Regions from separate parts of the Mus musculus genome. Here region 2 is linked to region 1. A link is a contact called in public HiChIP or PLAC-seq data. All regions are on one chromosome and are shown on one strand. The core of a region is the stretch at or near the end of the contact, and the rest is flanking DNA. Distances in the headings are between cores, read along the strand shown.

The links. HiChIP or PLAC-seq counts read pairs in DNA pulled down with a chosen protein or histone mark.
Region 2: a contact with region 1 is called in an H3K27ac HiChIP or PLAC-seq map of heart atrium, with 6 read pairs. The contact joins two enhancer-like sites. A contact is called at or near these places in 1 of 39 promoter capture datasets (liver), 1 of 15 datasets of contacts at CTCF or cohesin (pro-B cells), 2 of 484 Hi-C or Micro-C datasets (the HL-1 cell line and pancreatic cancer cells) and 2 of 115 datasets of contacts at active chromatin or transcription factors (cardiomyocytes and heart atrium).

Annotation. Positions count from the first base shown.
Region 1 is chr3:104,092,939-104,097,757 of GRCm38.p6, forward strand. Magi3 (membrane associated guanylate kinase, WW and PDZ domain containing 3) reads right to left here. Exons shown (of 21, transcript NM_001159354.1): 3 at 2,127-2,246. Among named protein-coding and RNA genes, the nearest start is that of Magi3, 130 kb to the right of the region's middle. Within about 2 kb of position 3,198, at least 7 of the 459 cell types and tissues checked have an H3K27ac peak or open chromatin away from gene starts, as enhancers often do. A contact at or near this core is called in heart atrium, where this site is marked.
Region 2 is chr3:104,317,758-104,322,548 of GRCm38.p6, forward strand. No RefSeq gene overlaps it. Among named protein-coding and RNA genes, the nearest start is that of Gm5546, 40 kb to the right of the region's middle. Within about 2 kb of position 1,389, at least 61 of the 459 cell types and tissues checked have an H3K27ac peak or open chromatin away from gene starts, as enhancers often do. A contact at or near this core is called in heart atrium, where this site is marked.

The DNA of each region.
Region 1 (4,819 bases), core at 1,948-4,447:
AGCTGAGGCCAGAAAAAGTAGGTCAAAGTTTATAGGCAGGAAGGAAATGACTCAACGTTCTGAATAAGAAAGGGATGTGATCGGAAGTATCAGAGCTGAGCCTGAGGAAGCCCAGTACTGTAGCAAGGGGCAGGATGGAACTAACAAAGCAAGACACTGAAGCGGGGCTAGAGAGGGGGAGACCAACTGCAATAGTATGATGAACTCAATAAAGGCCCTACAATGTTATAATGAACTCAATAAGGGCCCTACAATGTTATAATAAACTCAATAAAGGAGCTACAATGTTATAATGAACTCAATAAGGGCCCTACAATGTTATAATGAACTCAATAAAGGACCTACAATGTTATGACAAACTCAACAAAGGCCCTACAATGTTATGACAAACTCAATAAAGGCCCTACAGCCGCATGCCTTTAATCCCAGCACTCGGGAGGCAGAGGCAGGAGGATTTCTGAGTTTGAGGCCAGCCTGGTCTACAAAGTGAGTTCCAGGACAGCCAAGGCTACACAGAGAAACGCTGTCTCAAAAAAAAAAAAAAAAAAAAAAAAAAAAAAAAAAAAAAAGCCCTGCAATGTTATGATGAACTCAATAAAGGACTTACAATGTTGTGAGGAACTCAATAAAGGCCCTACAATGTTACAATGAACTCAATAAAGGCCCTACAATGTTACAATGAACTCAATAAAGGCCCTAGAATGTTACAATGAACTCAATAAAGGACCTACAATGTTACAATGAACTCAATAAAGGCCCTACAATGTTACAATGAACTCAATAAAGGCCCTACAATGTTACAATGAACTCAATAAAGGCCCTACAATGTTACAATGAACTCAATAAAGGACCTACAATGTTATAATGAACTCAATAAAGGACCTACAATGTTATAATGAACTCAATAAAGGACCTACAATGTGGCAGTGAGAAGAAAACCATGGAAGTGGCTATCAGGAAGAAATGACCACGTGTGGTAACTGAAGTGAAACAAATATTTGCACTCATGCACAAGCATGCATGTAAATGAGATGCATTCAAGGGTCTTTACTGAACATCATCTCTATACATTGAAGACAGCATAAAGTAAGAAAGGCATTATCTTTACTACACAGAAGTTGTGAAAGGCATCCTTATAAAAGCAGAAAAAGACACGATGAAAAAATTTAAGGTGCTATGGGAGTGGATAAGCTTGCCAAGAGAAAAGTGTGTTCTTTTTTTTTTTTTTTTTTAAAGTACATAACATGGAATCATTTAAGAATTGAAACTGATCTTCAGTTTGTACTTCAGGGAAACAAATGGGTACAGGAAACAGATATGAAAATCAATTACTGATGCTATCCCTCAATCTATACTTCCTTTTCTGCAAGATTTTAAGGTACACACAGGCTTTTCAATGTTTATGGACTTTAGACTTCCAGCCATGGACAGAAAGCCATCAACAAGCACTTGTTGGGTTTAGATGATGATGGTGAGTTGTTTTGAAATATGTAAACTTGCCAGTTTGGTTAATTTTCAGTTTATTGTTCACAATGAATTTTTTAATGTAATGTAATGCTTTTGGTTATTGTCTAATTCCATCTAATTGTTAAATTAGGAATTCCCTAATCAAAAGAAAATCACATTTTCAAATAATGTCTTAAGACTTATTCTATTTTATTTTTACTTTTTTATTTTTTATTTTTGTTTGTTTTTCGAGACAGGATTTCTCTGTGTAGCCCTAGCTGTCCTGGAACTCACTCTGTAGACCAGGCTGGCTTCAGACTCAGAAATCTGCCTGCCTCTGCCTCTCAAGTGCTGGCATTAAAGGCATGAGCCACCACTGCCTGGCAACTTTATTTTATGCATACAGTTATTTTGCCTCATGTATATTTGTGTACCATATGTGTGCAGTGCCCACAGAGGTCTGAAGAGGGCACTGGATCCCGTGTAATTGAAGTTTAACAGCTGCTAAACATCAGAAATCAGAAGCAAGTCTTTTGGAGGAAGGATCAGCCAGTGTTCTTAAATGTTAATCCATCCCCCTAGTCCTTCCAAATAACTTTTTAAAAATTGAATTTACTGATGAAATTCCCTCTGAAATGATTCTGGTTATCTGGAGGTAGTTTTCATATTTGGGGACATACCATCATACGTTCCACTTTCTAACAATGCTCCGCTTTCTTCCAGTGCCTTGAATTGTTCAACAGAAATGAAGTTATAATCCACCCCTGGGACTTCCCCATCCCTGGGAGCCCTTGTAGTGCCTAAGGAGAGAAGAAAAAAAAATACTTGTAAAATACTTTTTAAAATACAAGTACTCAGAATGCTATAAAGTTCAGTCTAAGAAGACTACAAGGAAGACAAGTTATTTAATACATTGTATCTGATGTATTAAAGTATCATAATAACTATAGGAGAAATACACTTGAATAAAATAGTAATAAAATCCATATCTATAAAAACTCTACAGTAAGTTTAGTACTACTAAGGACTTAATTTCCTGGCATACAGTTTTTTTTTTTAAAAGATTTTATTTTAAAACTTTTAATTGTGTGTGTGTGTGTGTGTGTGTGTGTGTGTGTATAAGTGTATAAGAGCGAGAGAGAGAGAAAAGAGAGAGTGAGAAAGCAAGAGAGCAAGCATGCACATGAAAAACTGATCCAGAAAGATGATGATGATGATGATAAAAATAATAGGCTGAGAAAATTATAGCTACATCAACATTCTGTGCAGTGATTTACTGAATACAGCATTTTTGTTTTAGAGCATACAAAAAAAAAGGATACAAATGTTTCAACATATAGTTTCTTCTTTTAGTATAATTATTTTGATTATCAAAAATTTTGTTTCTCATATGCTGAACTAAGATTCCTACAATCAGCAGCCTTTTTGCTTTATATTAAGTAGAAAGTTGCTAGGAAGTTGAATAGTTAAAATTACATCTTAAAATTTTCTATTTAAGTGGGAAATTCCATGGTTACAAATACATACACCTCTTTTCATTAAAAGGTGGACCTGCTCCCTTCAGCCTAATTATTTTAATTCTTTTATTAATTCAGTGGTAAGCATGCTGTGCAAGTTTTGAAGTCTATATTTCCATCTCCCATCCTTCTAGAATGTTCTTGTTACTATGCAAGGAATGTCGTCTCGACCCTTGAGTAGTGAGAGCTCCAGCCAACAAACAGCACCAGGCTCCCAGACATAAGGGTGGAGCCATCCTGCTTCTCCTCCCAGTCAAGCTGTCACTGACTGTCACACAAGTGATCCAGCTAAACCCAGACAACTCACAAAGCCATGGCAAACAGCACATGATGGCTATTTTAAGCCACAGAATTTTAAGACAATTTGTTACGTAGCAAAGCCTAACAGGATGTGCAAATGAACTCTCCTATAAAATATAATGTCTATATAAAATTCAATTCATAGGCAAATCATTTTGTAAATAATACCATAAGAACAGCACCAACCAAAGGGGCAGGAAGAACTTCCCTTTAGTCTGAAATTATTATAGTCTACGGTCTGATTTAGAAAAGCCTTTTAACTTATCTGGGATTCACTATCTTTCTACAAAGTGGTGCAGGACAAGATAATCCTTCCTACTAATAGACATGTATGTTATAGGATTCCAAAACATATATTGCTAAGAAAATGGCTTTAGTGGTAATTCTCATCACAAATTACTATAAACTCTAGCTTTTTCCCATAAAGATTAAAAAAAAAAAATCAATCCTTTTTTCTCTTACCCTTTTGTTTTTATTATCTCAAAAAATGTCTTTAGTTTCTTGATATTCTCTCTACATTTTTTGTGTGCAAGTTACATAATGTATTTTTCCTTTTTACAAAGAAAAGAGGTCTGTTACCTCAGTTTCTACCTCCTCTCATTTTCTCCTCGGCACATTAGAATTCTATCTTTGCCCCAATCACTTAATAAGAAATTTTCTATGTTCAAAGCTAATCTCTACTTTGTTTAACTCAATCTTTCTAAAGCTACAATCATTTAATACAGTTTATCATATTGTGGTGACTACCAACCATAACTATGATGTGCAGGATATCTGATGTGCGGACCCCCCCCCCCTCTTTGGGTCATGGCCCACAGGTTGAGAACCATTTTCTTAGCATGTAACCCCTGGTAAGCTGACAGTACTCCAGGGAAATACCATACATCCAAGAATATTTGTGCAGCACAAATTGACCTTGATGGGGGGAAAAAGATACAAAATTGGGTGAGCAGAGAAAGGAGGTGAGGATAAATCTGCTTAAGAGGTAAGAGAGAGGAGTAAATATGATCAAAACCTGGTGCACAAAACTTTTCAATTGGGGAAGTTATCTAGGCCAAGTGAGAAGGCTCAGTGGATAAAAGCACTCCCCACTCAAGCCTGATGACTTAAGTATGTTCTCCAAACCTCAAGGTGGATGCAGAGAACCACTCCCAAAAGTCATCGTACTTCTTTTTGTTGCTTGATTATTCTGGCTAGAATTCTAAGTACTGAGTTAACAGTATAGCAGCAAGTAAACTCCCTCACATGTTGCCTCTTCTATGAAAAAGCTTACTGCTGACTGTGGTGTTATGTGGGCTTTTCAGATACATTCTTTATTATACTGAGGTAGTTTCCTTTCCTTATATTCCTAATCTGATGAGTATGGTTTTTAAAATCATAATAGAATATTAAATTTTGTGAAATATTTTCTCTGTATTAACTGAGATGTTTATGTACATGTATTGATTCACAGGTTAAACTATATTTTTATTGCTGGCATAAATCCCACCTATTCATTACATATTATCATTTTAACTGAATTAGGTTCACTAATATTTTAAGACTGGGGGGGTCAA
Region 2 (4,791 bases), core at 139-2,638, 220 kb after region 1:
CCAGAGCTCCCTGAGGAAGTAATGAACCTCATTATCAACTCTCACGCTGTCACAACAATGGAAGCTGCCTTTTCAGGACTCCATGTTAAGGAGGCTTCCAGAAGAAAACCTTCTGAGAGAATTAGTACTCTAGTGCACTCAGAGAGTGCTTGGCTAGACAGAAACAGCAAAGCATGGGCATCACTGTTTTGTCCAAAGCAGTTGAAAAAAAATTTCAAGATGGAGACAATCTCTGGGGCTCTGTAGACAGAGTTCAAGACCCCAGCCCTCTGTATTAGCAACGTGAACTCTAGCCAGCTAAGTGTTTTAAACCTCAATGTCCATGTTTGTAAGATGGAGATAAGATTTACTACCCACCTCACAGAGTGGTCCAAATCTTAAGCCAGGAGCTGAAAACTGTGATTTAGAAATGTTACTTACGAGAACCATCTTGTTAGCATTCTCTCTACTCTAGGGCTGGGATGACCCATTGAACTAACTGAAGCCAATACGTCTTGCTCCCTTCGTATCCTAAGTCCTTCAGAAGAGTCCTAATTGAAGTTGTATATTAAATATCTAGGTAGGTCTATGTACATATTGGCTTCTATTTTTTTTAATGCACAAGTATTTTAACTGACACATAAAAACGTAAGCTTTATATATGTATGGAGTACCACACAACATTTTGAGACATATGAGTTGTGTAGTGTTTAAATGAGGGCAAACACTTCAGTCTACTCACCTAACATTTATGGTGAAAACATTCAAAACTCTCTCTGCCAGCTCTTTGAAATACACTATGCATTGCTGTTATCTGCAGTCACCCTACTGTGCACAGTCACCCTACTGTGCACACCAGAGCGGCTTGCTCCTGTCTAACTCTACACTCCTATTTTTACAGTGGGTTTGATTTTATAATTGGGGTAATACCTCAACACATAGACAGTGCTCTCTTGGCACTAATAAGTCTATAAAAAGGTTACGTCTCTGCTCTGTGTCTACAATTCTCTGACAGGTCTTCTTCCTGGTAATAGGTTTGCCCTTAAATCTTCCCTGGTAGATCTTGTTTTCAGAAAAGAAAGGATATTGGTGTTTAATATATATGATGGATTTTTAAAAAACAGTAACAGTCCCAAATAGATCCTGTCTCCCACCCTCACATATTTGAGCTGTTCCCTCCCACCTTGGCTCTGGACTTGGCCACTTGAGTTGGCCTATGGGATCATTATCAAATTTGACAGAAGCAGGGGCTGGACACGGACTTGCCAATTGAGCTTGACTCGTTCTTGTTGTTGAGAACTTTCTGGCAGTAGGTGAAGAAACACAAGCCAGCCTGCTGGAGAGAACAACCTAGACACCAGCCAGAACCCCCTCACCCCAACCCCCATCCACACGAGCAAAGGCATTGTAGGCTTCCAGCCCCGTCTGAGTTGCCAGCTGCCTGCAGCCGCATGAATGGCTCTGATGAAACCAGCCCCCGAATGTCCAGCTGCATCTAGCCCTCGCTGCTGACCTGCAGAATAATGAACTGATAAAACGGCTGTTGTTCTTAGCTACCAAGTGCTGGAGGGGTTTGTCAAAGCAGATAACAGATAAACTTAAATTTTATAGATACAGTAGCAGTTATTTCTGCCCTCCTGTTTATGCTTCTAGAAGAAGCTTTTGTCGCATGATAAGACATGGAGATCTGTTTGTGGAAAGTCCAGAGAGACCCACGCCTGTGGCCCTCCCCCTTTTCCTTTTAGTTGATTTTGGATAATCCAGAATAGAAGCTCTGCCTGTGAAATTTTTGAGAAGTGTAGCAGAACCGTCAGCTAAACAAAGTGAGAGTCTCTGAATAGCAAGAGAGAGATTAGCTGGCAGCAGGAATGTGCTCCACTCCTGGGAATAACTTCCTGACACCACTCTGCATATCACAGTGCCAATCCCTCGTCTTGATACTTAGCATGCACAGTCACACAGGCATACTCAGTAGTTATTGAAGAATGCCGATTTTCACCTGGTGAATGGATGTCGCTAAGTGGCTGAATAGATTCTAGAGATGCAGTTAAGGGAAATGGCTGCTAACCTATAACAAGGAAGTGGGTGGGGAATGGACTTTGAAAGACTCTGGAGAAGCTTAAAAAAATAATGAGAAACAAGAGGAATAGACACACTCAAAGCAGAGAGACTCCGATTTCTCTGTGGTTCTGGCCCACCAGGCAGGTAACAAATAACTATGAATAGTCAACTTCACTAAATAAACAAACAATGCAAACTCCTTGGAAGGAGGTCAGGTTCTCAAATTAAGGTCACCAAAATTGCCAGTGTAATATACGAGGGATGTAGAGAGATAAACTGAAATGTTCAGGATCCAATTGGGAAACCCACATTCCATTAAACACTCCTCACAGAGATCTAGAAGAACTATTTGTTAAATATTTTGTTCTAGAGGAGAGACACCGCAGAGATTTGAACTAATGCTGGGGATGACAAAGAGGATAATGGACGAGAGAGAGAGAGAGAGAGAGAGAGAGAGAGAGAGAGAGAAATGGGGGAACACTTTGGCTTCATTCTGCTTCCTCAAACAATCACAAACTAACCCCCCCCCTCCATGGGGGAATTCCTGAGATACAGGAAGACTCCCCATCATGAATAAGAATATTTAAAAATCTTAAATACCACCTAAAGTAGCAAGGCCACTGTTGGTTTTTAAGATTTATTCTTTCTTCTTATGGCAACAACCCTCCTCTCTTCACACCCTGATGCTTGGATGGAAACTGGGTCCTGTGGTTGGCATGTGACCATCATTAAGCCACTGTGAGCCACTGACATTCACTAACGAGGGTCACAGGACCCTACTAGAACCAATGGAATGCTGTTAAACGTGGGTCTGTAGGAGGCTGGGGCTGGCGCCATCATGTTGGGCTCTGTGCACTTAGATTCTGGGATGGAAGCCAAGACAGTGGTGGAAGATGGCCACGTAAGGTGGAATTTGAGCTATGAAATCAGCCTCATCTGAAACCATGCTTACCCCTCAGATGTTTTGTTTCCATAGACCAACACATTCCATTGTTGCTTAAGTCAATTGCTTTCTGTCACTTGCTATCAGGAGAGCAGTGGGGGTCATCTCTTAATGGATTTCTCATCTGTAAAAATGGGAGACATTACTAGAAGAGAGCATCTATCTTCAGCCTGTAGTTCTGATTTTAAGAGAGTGAGGTTATAATATTCTACCAGACAAATGGTTTGTCCTGGTCATCGTCAATGCAGTGAAATGCATTGAGTGCTCACATTATTTTCTTTCTTTTCTGCATAAAAGGCAAATGTATACAATTTCATCACATGCCATTTACATGTAGAAATGGACCCTTGAGTGTGATATCACCATAGAGATTGGAATCTAGGAACAGAAAAAGCAATTATAGTTGGAAAAGAACATTATCATCTTTGAAGCATCGGACCTGTGTAAACATAGTCCATACCTTTTCTAAATATTGACCAATACTGCTTTTAACTAGAGTTATGCAGGCATAAAATATCCTTGGCTTGCAAATTTTCTATTAACTTGAACATACTGGGAACACTTAACAGCAAGGCAGTACTGAAAGTGCCAAAGAAATTAATGGCTTTGTACTGGACTACTGAAACATGTCCACTAATGTTTAAAATTCCATGTCCCAGGACATCACTCATTTCTGCTGAGGAAAGCTGAAAGACCAGGAATCTGCTGGGTGAATCATCACTTTTTAAAGTCTCCTATTGAGTTTCTTTTTCTCCCTTCTCTTTCTTCTCCTGCCTGTACCCTTTACCCATGGGATTAATGGGAAAGTTGTTTATAAGACGTTGGGAAAGGATTACACAACCTAGGCTATGATTTATCATATAGGTAAAAAGAAATCCAAATGAATAAAAAAGCTATACACCTCATTAAAAATAGTCATGTGGAGTCAACACTTACAGGACCTTGAAATCCATTGTCTTCAGCATCTTTGAGAGAAACCCAGCAGCTGTGTGCACAGTTTACGAAACCGTACATCAAGGTCACACCGCAGGGCTCAGTTTTAAGCTCCCTATTCATCCTGCTCCTTGGATGATGACTTCCGGGGAAGGTAGAGCATCTGCCAGCCAGTCCTAGCACCACCACACCTGCAGATCTCAGCGTGCCTTTTGTACAGTCTCATATCACTAGAAGCCCCAGTGTATATTGTATTCATTACAAAAACTGGGAAATGGCTTTTCACATGAGTGTACATATTTAATGTCTTATTTACACGCTTAGCCAGAATGATCGGCTTCTTCCTCCACAAATATTTGTTAAGTACCTACCATGTGCTGGGCACCAAGACATGCCCAAGAGAAGTACTTGCTTGCTTTGCAACATCTCCTTGTTAGTGCTTCTGGATTATCACCTCTGTGACTCTTCTCATTCCTCCCTCCACTCAAAGAGAATGACTACAGCAGTGGCAATGGCTTTCACACTCGTTCTCAACCTTGGTGAAGAGGAGGTCTCTCAACATAGACTAGTCCTAAGGTTTGGGTGTGGCTCACTGGTGGAATACCTGTGCAGCATGCCCTGAGCTCCATCCCCCAAACTGCAAATAATAGTAACTATAATGAAACTGATCCTCTATCCTTGTCCTCATTCACCATATCCAGATATGTACCATATCCAAGTGTTTATTCCCCTTCTTAACATATCAAAAACAACAGCCCTTTCTGTCCCCATTATCCTAACTTTTGTCCACACCCTCAACATCTCTCGGCAAGTCTCCTTCTGCCTCCAAATACAATTTACTTACATGCTACTGTCAGAGCTCTCCTCCTCCCTCT